2 separate regions of the Gossypium hirsutum genome follow, and region 2 is linked to region 1. The links are chromatin contacts, called in public Hi-C maps. All regions are on one chromosome and are shown on one strand. Each heading gives the region's core, a stretch centred on a gene start, on an enhancer-like site or on the middle of the called end of the contact. The rest is flanking DNA. Distances are from core to core; before and after follow the strand shown.

What was found. Hi-C and Micro-C count contacts between places; a contact is called where the count stands out from the background.
Region 2: a contact with region 1 is called in a Hi-C map of leaf, with 3 times the contacts expected there. The contact joins the promoter of LOC107901383 here to the promoter of LOC107901361 in region 1. A contact is called at or near these places in 7 of 34 Hi-C or Micro-C datasets (anther, fibers, hypocotyl and 2 more).

The regions. Positions count from the first base shown.
Region 1 is chrA11:26,794,841-26,801,346 of Gossypium_hirsutum_v2.1, forward strand. It overlaps LOC107901361 (sugar transporter ERD6-like 6), which reads left to right and starts at 3,472. Exons shown (of 17, transcript XM_041081748.1): 1 at 3,472-4,038; 2 at 4,142-4,204; 3 at 4,319-4,408; 4 at 4,609-4,668; 5 at 4,758-4,823; 6 at 4,941-5,006; 7 at 5,091-5,166; 8 at 5,643-5,707; 9 at 5,822-5,914; 10 at 6,098-6,178; 11 at 6,277-6,361. The coding sequence starts at 3,844.
Region 2 is chrA11:27,006,188-27,012,693 of Gossypium_hirsutum_v2.1, forward strand. It overlaps LOC107901383 (GATA transcription factor 18), which reads right to left and starts at 3,398. Exons shown (of 2, transcript XM_016827377.2): 1 at 1,928-3,398; 2 at 1,082-1,836. The coding sequence starts at 2,368. The coding sequence ends at 1,534.

The DNA.
Region 1 (6,506 bases), core at 2,222-4,721:
AGATATATGAAATTTTTGGTCCCTATCTGTTCACTTTGACACTTCCCAACTCTCCTTCCTTTTTGGACAATTTCATTAAAGAAGACAAACCTTCACTGCAAATCATAAATAGATAAGGGCTTAATGGTTCCTCTTGTCTTAGCCTTTTTGTGGGGAATAATTTTTGTCCTTCTTTTTCGTTAATCATAATGAAGTACGAAACCGAGTTGATACACTTCATAATAAAATTCACCCAAACTCTATCAAAACCCATCTTCAACATCATTTGTTGTTAAAAACCCCATTCAACTCGATCGTAGGCTTTGTTCATATCAATTTCAAGGCGAAAGAGTCTTTTCCCCCACTTCTTTTTTGCTTAAAGGAGTGTAAGACTTCAAAAGCAAAAAAAAAAATTATTAGTTATCATACGCCCTAGGACAAAAGCACTTTAGGCCTCGTCAGTGCAATAATATAAAACTTGATTGAATTAATTCGTGACAGTTTTATAAATAATTTTATATAGAATAGTGCAAAAACTTATAGGCCTAAAATTATTCATGTTCAATGGTTGATCAATTTTAGGAAAAGCACAAAATTAGTACCACTAAACTGTTCCATATTTGTACCTCTATTTAGAACTCCCAGGTAGAAGTCGCTTACATCTCTTCCAACAATATTCTAAAATTTCTAGAAAAATAGTAATGGGAATCCGTCAGAACAAGTAGCTTTTGTTGGACCCCATTGATTTTAATGTCGAAACCACTTCATCATCTGCATAATTAGCCAATAGTATCTGATCCATTTATGCTATTATACAAGTATCCACTCTTGACAGAATGTGTTCCATATTTCCCACTCCTTTTGATGCAAAAATATTAGTAAAGTATTTGCGTGCAAATTCTTCCACTTCGGTTTCTGACGTGGCTACATTACCCGCTTCATCCACCAGCTTCCGGATACGATTTGAATGTCTTCTTTGGGATGCAAAACTGTGAAAGAATTTAGTGTTTCTGTCTTCCATTTTCAACCAATTTGTCTTGGCTCTTTGCTCCCAATAAGCTTCTTCCTTCTCAATCTCCATATTAAGATGGATTTTCATATCGATTATCTCAGCCAATGTATCATCATCCTTAGAAAGTTCCAGCAACCGACCCAACTTGTCTTGCAAGCCTTTAGAAATTTTGATTTGCTTGCTTTTTATACCCTTTGCCCCATCTTTTTAGCCTAGTTGAAAGCATTTCAAGTTTCTCTAGAACCAAACTAGAATTCAACTCCAAAATATGCCTTTCTTCCTCTTCATAAGATTCTTCTAAGACCTATTACGATTCAAAATTAAAATTTTTTCGGCTTTTCTGTTGACCCCCTTGATCAATTTTGATTAGAAGAGGATAGTGATCAGGAAAAGAATGATGTAAGTGGTTGATTAAGAAATCCGGGAACATATCAAACCACTCAACATTAGCTACCTATATCAAGTCGTTCTCAAATATTAGTTTCAAGAAGGTTACCTTTTTCCCAAGTGAATCAAGGTCTAGAATACCCCGCATCTATTAGTCGTCAATCATCAAGCGTTCTCCGAAAACATTCCATCCGTCTATTATCTCTTGGAAATCTACCAGATTTCTCGAAAGAATACAAAATTTTATTAAAATCTCTATATACAAGCTATGGCAAGTCTTGATTTCGACTTAAACTTCGTAATAAATTCCATCATTCCCCTCTGAAGTGCACATCCGGGATACCATAGAATCTGGTTAATCTCCATTTACTATCATTGTCATTCATCAAAATTTTAGCATCAATGTGATTCTGATAATAACTTCGCAGTTGGACCAAATCATTTCCGTTCCAATCTAAACTAAGCCAACCTCTCATTCCATTTACTGAAATAATAATTCCATTAGAAAATCCACATCGCTTTCAGACCCTCTCCATTCGAGCACTATTTATCTTAGTCTCCATTAAAAAGATAATTTGGTGATTGTAGATCTTTAGCATGTGTTGAAATCTTCAAATCGCTTGCATACTCCCCAATTTGTGAACATTCCAACTTATCATTTTCATGGTTCCCGGTCGACAGGCGTCCAGGCCGCCACCAATATCATAAAGGAACAAACATTATTTTGTTCATTCGTGGTACCTAGCGAGTCTTCCATTCCCGAAATGCTAAAGTCCAAAAAGACTATCTTGGGCCTTTTCTTTTCGTCCAATTGTGCAACAGGGCTTTCCTCAAGATCATGGTCCATTTCAAATTGTCCTACACCACTAGAAGATCCCATAGAATTCATTTCCATTTTTTTAATGAAATTCCTCCCAATTAAATCCCAAGATTGGATTTATCTTCTTCCTTAAATCTCTCCTAACACCCTCCCGTTGATTTCTCCCCAAATCATGGTTGTCAGATTTTTTTCCCAAAATTCGTCATCCTCTACCTCCCAAAGCCAGACATTATTCTCAACCATAGCTCTTCTAGATTGCGTTTTTAGATTTGAGTTCCATCTCGACTCCAAAACCTCATCCCCTTTTACTAATTGGATAGGGCAAAATTTATCATTATGTCGTAATCGCCCGCAGAGAAAACAAAATAAAGTCAGCCTCTCATATTAAAAGGAGACATAAGTTGAATTTGATGAAGATAACATGATCTTATTTCTTCTTTTCAGTGGCTTCTTGATATCGACCTCTACTCTAAAACGCTAGAAACTCATGAATCCTTTACTTAGAGGTTTAGCATTGTACTCTACAAAATGTGCAACAAAAATTCCCCAATTGTTTTGCCATACTTTTCGAAAAGAAATTGAGGGGAATATCATGAACTTGAACCCATAAAGGTGAAAATACCAGAGGAACTTGCATCGGATCTTCATTGTTCTCTAAACAATGATGAATCAACATGTGGTTATTGAAAGTCCATGGCCCCCTTCCATTATACGCTTGATATCCATTTCATGGAAAAACTTGAGAAAAAAACTTTTTTTCTTCCAAATCTGAGATTAGTACTCCCCTTAATGGATGCAAAATATTTGCCATAGTATTTTTCATAGCCGAAAAATGAGCAGTACTCGTTAAAAAACAACCAACCAAACAAAACTCGTAAGTCAAATTTTGTGCCTCCCGATCTATTGGCAATGAAATTCCAACATCTTCTTCATCTTCAAGATTTAAGCCTTCCATCTCCTTCTCCATCTTGTCTTCTTACCAGAACTAACGTAAAGAAAACATAAAAAAGACGAAACAAAACTTCAAAAAAACAAACACTAGAATACCAAAAGACAAAGTAAAATCAAAGATGCTACCGAGAGCAGACAAGGACGTGCTACCGAGAGCAGACTATTTACCTTTACTACTTGAAATGTTATTTTAATTGAATTTCTTAACCAAACCTAAATTAAGTTAATCAAATTAATTGGATTTTAATAAAATTTGCAAGTAAAATATGGTCATTGTCTCTAGACTTAAAAGGGGACATTCAGTTTTTTTAATAGACGAGAGCACGTAAAAAAGGGCTAATTGATCCAAATTCCTACAAAGTAGCTCCGATTGCTATGGGGTTGGGCAACAGTTTGAATCCATACAAGAAAACTAAACATCAGGCCGATGTATGCGAAAATCATGGGTTGTTGCCCAAAACGACAATCCTCAACCAAACGAATGGATAAGCCCCCGACCAACAAACTACGTCATCCCACGTGCCGTTTTTCTCCCACAAAATGTTGAATATTAAACAACTCGACACTCATCATCTCGTCATCATGCTAATCTTCATTATTTTCATTTCTGCTCTAAAGCTTTTTAAGTTTTTTTTTTCTCCTGGAAATTTTGATCCTTTTTCTTCTCCGTTGTTTAATTTAGAGCGAATTGGCGATGAGTTTCCGGGACGACAATGATGAAAGTCGGGATCTCAAGAAGCCCTTCTTACATACTGGAAGTTGGTATCGGATGAGTTCGAGGCAGTCCAGTATTATGAGTTCTTCCGCTCAAGTCCTTCGTGATGGATCTATCTCCGTCGTTCTTTGTGTCCTCATCGTTGCCTTGGGTCCTATCCAATTTGGCTTTACCGTATAATAATTCTACACCCCTCTTCTCACTCTCATTATTGGTCTTTTTCGCTTTTACAGTTTCATTTTTAACTGTATTTTTTAAAAAAAATTTGAATATATAGTGTGGATATTCTTCTCCTACTCAAGCTGAAATTATCAGTGATCTTAAGCTTTCGATTTCAGAGGTATTGATTTTTGAGTCACCCAAATTCCTTTTTTTTTTAATTTGAATTGATTTTATTCTGTTGTTCTTTTCATTAAATCCGCCCCCCTTTTTTTTTCTTTTTTTTGGGGGCCAGTTTTCTATTTTTGGTTCGTTGTCAAATGTGGGCGCAATGGTTGGGGCAATAACCAGTGGTCAGATTGCTGAATATATTGGCCGAAAAGGGGTAACTTCTTTACTTCGTAATATGATTTACCCTTTGATTAATGTATTCTTTAACCTTGGAGCTGAGAAATTATAAATTTAATCCATTAATCTTCCAAATTTATATATGTAATTGCGCTGATATTGCATCAAATACGAATCCTTTGATCTTTCTTTTTTCACTCAACAATTTAATGCTGTTTGTGGTGTTAAAATCTGCAGTCGTTGATGATTGCTGCGATTCCAAACATAATAGGATGGCTGGCCATATCATTTGCCAAAGTGAGTGACTTTTAGTAATTTTTTGTACTTGTAATCGTGTTTCCTTTGCAAAGCATGTTGCTAACTTCGTACGCATTGGGCATTTGTAGGATTCTTCGTTTTTATTTATGGGAAGGTTGTTAGAAGGGTTCGGTGTTGGTATTATTTCTTATACGGTACCTTGAAAGCTTTCAGCTGTTTTTTTTACGTTTCTTGGATTTTTTTTCCTTTTACAAGTAATACTTAAAATAGAATAGTTCCAAGATTTTTTTTTTAAAAAAAATTATGTCAAGGTGCCTGTGTATATAGCTGAGATAGCACCCCAAAACATGAGAGGAAGCCTTGGATCAGTGAACCAGGTTTGTTGTACACTAGTATCCATTTCAGTATCCCTTATTTGCTTCTGTCTACTGATTAATCAAGTGAACATCTTTATTGGATAGCTATCGGTTACTATTGGAATAATGCTGGCGTACCTGTTGGGACTCTTTACAAATTGGAGAGTACTTGCAGTTTTGGGTAAGCGGATTAAACTTTGCTCACCTAGCCCTTCTTTCCAGAAAGAGAAGCACTTAATGCTGTTGAAGAAACAGTGTATTATTTTTTTTATTCGAACAAATTCAAATTTCTTTGAAGATTTCGTATTGTGCATGGCCGCATGCATGTGAAGACTTGAACCCTTGCGTGTAATTGAAGTTCACTGTGTTCTCTCTCTCCCGCCCCCCCTCTCTGTAGAAAATAAGTAGTGCTTGTGGAAATATCTTTCCTCTAAAGGGAATTAAAGCTTTTTTAAATTTAATAGAGATAGATGGCTATTAGGCTCTAAAGAGACTACTTTTTCCCATGACAATGAAGTTATGGCATCATTTGCATATGCATTAGATCACCATGGTTCTGTTGAATCTTAACTATGGCCATTGTGTATCAATAATCAATAAATTTTGTTATTAAATGCACAGTTATCATTAACAAGCTGCTATGTTTCTTCTTTGTAGGAGTATTACCTTGTACAATATTGATACCTGGCCTATTCTTCATACCAGAATCTCCTAGATGGCTGGTAAGAAACAAGTACCTGCCATCATTTGAGTGGACCTTTTAAAACTTCTTACTTTTTCCTCTTTTCTTTTCTATTTAGTATTTTGTCTATGTCTTCTGAATGGGTTGCATCCAGGCAAAAATGGGAATGATGGAAGATTTTGAAGCCTCTCTGCAAGTTTTGCGGGGCTTTGATACAGATATTTCTGTTGAAGTTAATGAAATCAAGGTATTGAACTGAATCACTTCAATATGTCTTTTTCACTTTAGCCAAGGCTCATGCTTTCTGGATTGTACTGCAAACCTAAGTTCTTATGCAAAAGCTTTAGTTGATTAGCATAAGGTTTTTTCTTATTGGCATTTTTTCCCTGTTCTACTCTTAAAAGTTAAGCTCTAATTGGCACCTCTGCAGAGAGCTGTAGCATCATCAAGCAGGAGAACAACAATTCGATTTGCAGATCTCAAGCGAAAAAGATATTGGTATCCCTTGACGGTATATTCTTTTTTCTTATTTCACTTATAGTTTTTCCCCCCTTGCCCTTAACGTTGATTGAACCCCCCCCCCGGTTAGTGTTAATTGGTATGTTGCAGATAGGGATTGGGTTACTGGTGCTTCAGCAACTAAGTGGCATCAACGGTGTTTTATTCTATTCCAGCAATATCTTCGCAAGTGCTGGTTAGAACAATATTTCTTTGATATTTAATTGTACTATTAATTGAAGCTGTAGATGGTGGATAAATAAATTCCCAAAGAAATGGATACTTCACCATGTATGAACCTCATTACTGCATTTTGGATAGCATGAATTATTCAAATTCAA
Region 2 (6,506 bases), core at 2,148-4,647, 210 kb after region 1:
TTAATCTTTTCACTTATACCTAGCCTAAACAGGTTGTTAACCTTTCACTTGAAAATAAAAGCTTATTAGGGTACCAATCAAATAAATAAGAAAAAAAAAGTATAGGGACTTATGTAATAATTCAATTTTTAAAAGAAATATTTGGTGAACATATATAATTATAGATCGCAGAATAGATATAATAAAATAAATAAATAAATAAGACAGATGTTGAACCTTAAAGATCCAAGATGATGTGTGGGCATAGAAGACAAGTTCTGTCTAAAAATTTTGAAATGTGGGGTTTGCTTGCCCCATTCAAGGTTGAACACAACCACTTTACATGTGACCATCAATTCCATATTCGGCCTATTTTTCTAATTTGACTTCTCCTTTTTACTTATCCTTAACAAACATTCTTTTTGGTAATTAGACTTCCCCCCTCCACATGCACCAACCATCTTATATTATATTATATTATTCATAATTCCAAATTTCAATATTTATAACCTTGTGAAAAATATCTTCTTCATCTTTTCCTTTTTAAATGAAAAACCAATCTACTTGGATTTCAGAATAAACTACGCAGAAATAAATCTAACGTAAAGCAAAAATAGGGTTTGCATTTTGCAGAGGTGAGGCCAATTTGACGGTCAATATTCAAGTATGTGTGTGCGTTTCAGACATTGTCGATTTGCCCAAAAAGCCTAATGCGACAAATTACTGCTCTGCTATGTGCCTGAACCTCAAGGACAACCACAAATTGTTAATTTTCCAAGTATTTGGACCATTAGATTTTTCGCTCTTAATTGAATTGATAAAGATTAAATCATGAATAGTTACTTAATTTACTACTGAGTCCCCAAGGCATAAAAAAAAAATATTCTCTTTCATCTTAAGTTGTCTAGGAGTTGTGAAATTGAGAGAAATGAAAAAAAGAAAACTGAGGCAGGTTCAGAGTCCAGAGTCTCAACAGGTAAAGCAAACTCCAGTTTCATAAACATTAAAAAAGAAAAGGTACCAATGCTGCATTATGTAGGCAAAACACGTACTTCCTATATCCTTACATTATTACATCAGGGAAGGAAAGAAATATCAGTAATTAAATCTAAAGGTGCTGAACTCATCATATATCTGATAAAAATGTTTCACCTAGTGGGATGATGAAGACCAAGAAACTGGGGGAGGTCAACAAGGGGATGATATGTGAAGAAAGTTGTAACTCTAAAACAGAAATGTTTTACTAATATAAAACTGAAGGTGAAAGGAAAAGTTAAAGAACATGAAAAAAAATATCAAAATCAAAAGCAACTAAGAACATAGGATGATCCCGTTCTTACACCATCTATTGAAGACAGACAAAGGAGACAAACAAAGAAAAGCAAAATTTAAATAAATAAATAAAAAAAGAATTTTTGACTAAACGAAACGAAGACCATGTAAGCGTCACCATCATCGTGATACGTTTCAGTCATTGGTGCATGATCTTGACCGTCAATGGGAACCAGGGTTTCTTTTCCTTTTCTTTTTTCTTCTTTATTCTTTGATTTTTTTTTATCTTGTAAAGTCATGGACAAGGCTTGTTGGCCTGTCTGTGACGTTGAGTCTCCAAGAAAGGTAGGGGATTCCAGTATCAGAATCTCGATCAGTATCGTCAATGAACCTGAATTCATTAAGAGGGGAAAAACATGGCATTTTTTGGTTCTGATGAACCCATGAATTGTTGTGGTGATACTGATAGCCATGGTGTTGCTGTTCCAGCATTGAAGCTGTTGCACTCGATGAGTTGTTTGCATTTGCTGCTGTAGCTCTTCTTTCTTCTTTTTTGAATCGAATCCCGCAGGCATTGCAAAGTGACTGCAATTAACAAAAACAAGGATATAAGGTTGTTTGTTTTTTTATCCCGAAGAAACAATGGAGAGATTCGGATTTGGAAATTTTGGTATACCTTTGGACCCCTCGGCCCGTTCCTCCAAAGTGGGGTTGAAGTAGTGTCGCAGTTGGCGCAGCGGCGAGCTAAGAGAGGATCGTTGCCTGAGCCGTTACTGCTATTTCCATTGCTTCCACGGCTAGCTTTGGTGGTTTGGTGTGAATAAGGTGCGCTCTTGTTCTGCAACATGTCCCAGCAATAGTTGGAAATGCAAGGGTTACTACGTTCATGGCGGATATGCTTGTCGTCGTCTTCACAAAGACGAGTGGATGGAGTTCCCAAAGAGAGAGTGCAATCAACGGAAGAAGATGAAGAGGGCATGAAAGGGTACATGTTGGTTTCATCGCAAGATCGGTGGTTCGGCATGGAAAATAGCCACGAGGAGTTGCTTTGGCTTTGATACAGGCCACATGAACATGGACCCACCATGTTTCCCTGAGAGCTACTGCACCTGTGCATTGTTTTCGCAATCGGTTTCTCTATGAATATGTGTCAAAGGCCTAACTATACCCACTGTCACCTCAATTTCAGCACTATGGGATGACCACGAAGATCGAATGGGGGTAGATTCAGAATGATCAAAAAACCAACCAACAATCGCCAACTGATCAGTGAGAACAAAATGAAAAACGAAGAAACAAAGGGATTGAAGATGAATGGAAAAAGAACAAGCTAATGTAATTGAAAATAGAAAGAATTTGATGGTGGGAGTGTATAGTTAAAGGGCAATGGCAGGATAGTACGAGCCAAATAGTAAAACTGAGAGCCAAGTGCAATAATATAGTGTTTGAATAAGAAGTTGAGAGAAAAGAGAGAGAGAGGGGGGGACTGAGAAGAGTTGTTGTCTGGTAGCTTTATAAGCTAATAAAATGGCGAAATACCAGTCAGCACCTGTAGTCCACGTTGTCGTCAAATGCAAATGGAGAGATGTACATGCTTGTATAGCAAGAGAGACATAAAGATACAGACAGAGAGGGTCCCAGGTTGCATGTTACAGATAGAGAAATAAACTTTTAGAAAACCTCCCCAAAAAAAAACACAATAAACTATGCATAAATATAGTTAAAATACTACTAGTATACTTGTACTCTTAAATATTAAGTAAAGAGAAAAAAGAAAAATAAGTCGGCCAGTCAGAGTCTGGGTCAGGGTGGAGGGGATAGTATAGAGAAATAACTAATAAGGCTCTACTATTTGCAAGTTGAGGACTAGGTGGTGTTGTGGGCAATGGAATTTATACTCCAAAACTGAAGGGGAAAAGGGAGGTGGGGGAGGGGGGGGCGCTCGTAACAAAGCAAAGCAATGGGTTGGTCATTGGGTAGTCAAAAGAGGGCCACGTGACTAGCGGGAACAGTCTTCCATGGATCTGCCTTCTCCGATCACGAGGCCCTATTACTCTAAAACCCAATACATCAAAACCTCTGTCCGTATCCGTATCTCTGCCCCCTCTCCTCTGTCATTGCCAGCCTCCCAAGGAAAATGGAACATTTCCACCCCTCCCCGCCCCCCCACGCCCCTTCTCTCTGCGGCGTTTTTCCCACGCTCCAGTCCCCACTGCCGAAGGGTATTATTCATTCCCAGGATTTTATACCTTTCCCTCGTGCTCTCAGTGTAATAAAAACACCATCGTTTTGATTATAGTTTGAAAGAAAAATTAGTGTCTGAAGTTTAAAATTGTTGTTTTCCAAGTTGGATAGAGAATAAAGACATATTTTGTAATTTCCCATAACCATTGATCACTTAGTAATACTTGTTTATTTAAAATTTTTGTTGGTTTGTGATATCTGAAAGGTTTTAACTTTAACTATGTCTTCAATGATCAGGTATACAGGAAGGAGTTAGTGATTGTCACGCACTGGTTTTGGCAGTGGGGGAAGGATAAATTAAGTTGATAAATTTATTTATAAGTGTATTCAGCGGAGCTATGAACACTGCTATTATAACAACGGCGTCTCCGTTAGTTGTTATAGTCATAGGCAAGTCCAATCCATTCGTCCCTTCAAAAAGAAAAAGATAATCAAGTTTTCAAGGTTACTATGATAAGAACCAAACCGTACCCTGGAATCACGTGAACCTCTCTCAAAAAACCAAAGCCAATATCGTCATGATAATCATCTCTTCATGTTCCGTATCTAAAACCCATCACCACCACCCCGAAAAAGCCTTTTGGTTTCTAGTATTTTGTCTTAGCAAATAGTAAAATCCCCAACACTGGAAACAAGGCTAAAGGGGAAATGAAATGAAAAAAATTAAATTTAAAATAAAGGTATCAAAATGAGATACTCTGCAATCATCAAAGCAACAAACATCTCTGTTTCTACTTAGCTTACCAAGAGAGAAAGAAAAGAAAGATGTTTGAGTCAAAGATGGGAAATCACAAAAAGAAAAAGGTCAAAAATTTTGAGAAATTAAGAAACAAAAAAAAAAAAGGGAACACTCAGAAATGACCCCACATCATCATGGCTAAACCCCAAACCAAAATAAAAAACCCAAAATAATATTCAATTGATCTCATGAAGAATATGATGGAAAGATTCAAAAAGATATGAAGAGAGAGAGAAGGAGAGGAAAAAAAAAAGAATCAGATCGTCTAGAGATTGGTGAGGGGCCTTACTTAGTTCGACAAACGGGACGGCCACCGCTTTCCAAAAGATGCTCTTCTCACCGCTTTGTAAACCACGAAAACACACACAAAAAAAACCCTGTGAGTAGCCCGAGATAGTGTCGCCATTTCCAATCATCATTTTCCGCCACGCGACCCACAAATGATCGATGCGAGCGTGGAGAACACGCCGAGGAGAGGAGAGTGGGGGAGGAGCTCAAATGCCCATAAAATTCGAGGAGATTTTTTTTAATGGGAAACTCTGGGATTTGCTTAATCATCTCAAACCCACGAAACCCATCGAAGATGATTTAATGTTTTGGATGGCGTTTTTATTTTTTTCATGCTCCCGAATTTAATCATGATGCTATGTGACTCGTTGGGGTGGGGTCCACTAATTTTAGGGCTTAGGATAGTTTTTATGGTTTTTCCAAGGGAAATCAAAGCAGATCGTCTCAGGGTTTTTTTCAATTCTCAAGGTGCCACGAGGGTATCGTGAGGGTGTAGATTTTGTTTTATTTTATTTTTAAAAATGTAAAAAATTGTAGAGTTGGGTTGGGTTGGGTTTTGCATGCCATGCATGGCATGCAAAAATGTGATAAACAAGGAAAGACCCTTGCAACAGGCTTTTAAATAATGAGAGACCGCATTAATTTAACATTCCTCAAAAGCAACGAGAATACAACTGGAATGTTTCTTGGGAGATTGAGTTTTTTTTTTTTTAATGAAGGATGGGAAAAGAAAAAGGTAAGTTGAGAAAAGGAGTGTTTGTTTGAAGAAGAAGAAGAAGAAAAAAACAAAGGATCCGACGACCCAACGGACCAACATTTAGAAAAAGGAGTGCTTGTTTGAAAAACAAATATAGTAAGCCGTCCTATGAAAGATAAGTTGTTGTCAGTATCAATGGGCATCTAATCTAAGGGTCACTGTAACCTCTAATTGTCGCCTCCAAGGAAGTCTAATCACTATCTTCCTAAACCTTACGTTCAAATTTAGCACCTTTTTCTTTTCTTTCTTTGGTTTTACGAGTTTATCCCAAGGATTAAACTCCTTGCACTTGTGCTTATCTGAATTTCATTTATTTAGATATACCAACTTATACATGGTTACATCAAATATAAATCCTAAAACCAAACCCAAAATAATTAAGTAAAAAAAAAAGATGGTTAGAAAAAGAAATGGATGAATGCCTTAGAAGGGTTAGGTATCATTGGACTGGATCTAGTCTTCCTTGACTGTCATTTGTATGCATGTCCTTTACGTAAACCCTTCCTTTTTTTATTTTTCCCTTCTTTAAATACTTTGAATCTCTATCTATAACCCTTTTTTCCCTGCAACAAAACACAAATTTCCAAACCCAAACATTTATATTTTAAATGCTTTAAGCTTACGATATGGACACTCTTTTTTTCTTTTTTTTCATCCGCCATTTTCTTTTATGATACTAAAATATTGAATCATAACGTTGAATCAACAGTAAGTTTTTTTCTTTTTGTGGCAGTAAATTCCATTCAGTTGTACCCTATAAAGATCCTATATATTGAATATAATTTGTTGACTGGTCTTTTCCAATATCTTGTCTGCTGCATCTTTATTCCTTCTGGCGAAGGAAAAAAGGTTGATGATCTGATGGCAGAAAGCTTTGCGGTTTTAAGTTGTTTATATTGCACCTTCTACCTTACCTATTGTCCTATTGGTTTTTAGCAATGTAAAGCGTGAAAAACGTCAGCCTTTATATATATATATATAAGACGTATTAGGAGATTATTTTTCTTTTTTTCACGAAAAATGACAATTGATCATCATTCAGATTCCAGTTTTGAATTTACGGAAAAACTGCACTTCTTCTTCTAAGTATCTGTTGGAAGATACACTTACTTTAACTAATATTTATATATATATATATCAACTATGAAATTATATAAATCTATGCATATGAAATACAATTTTTTAAGAGTTAATGAAATTTAATGTATTATTAACAAAAGCACATGC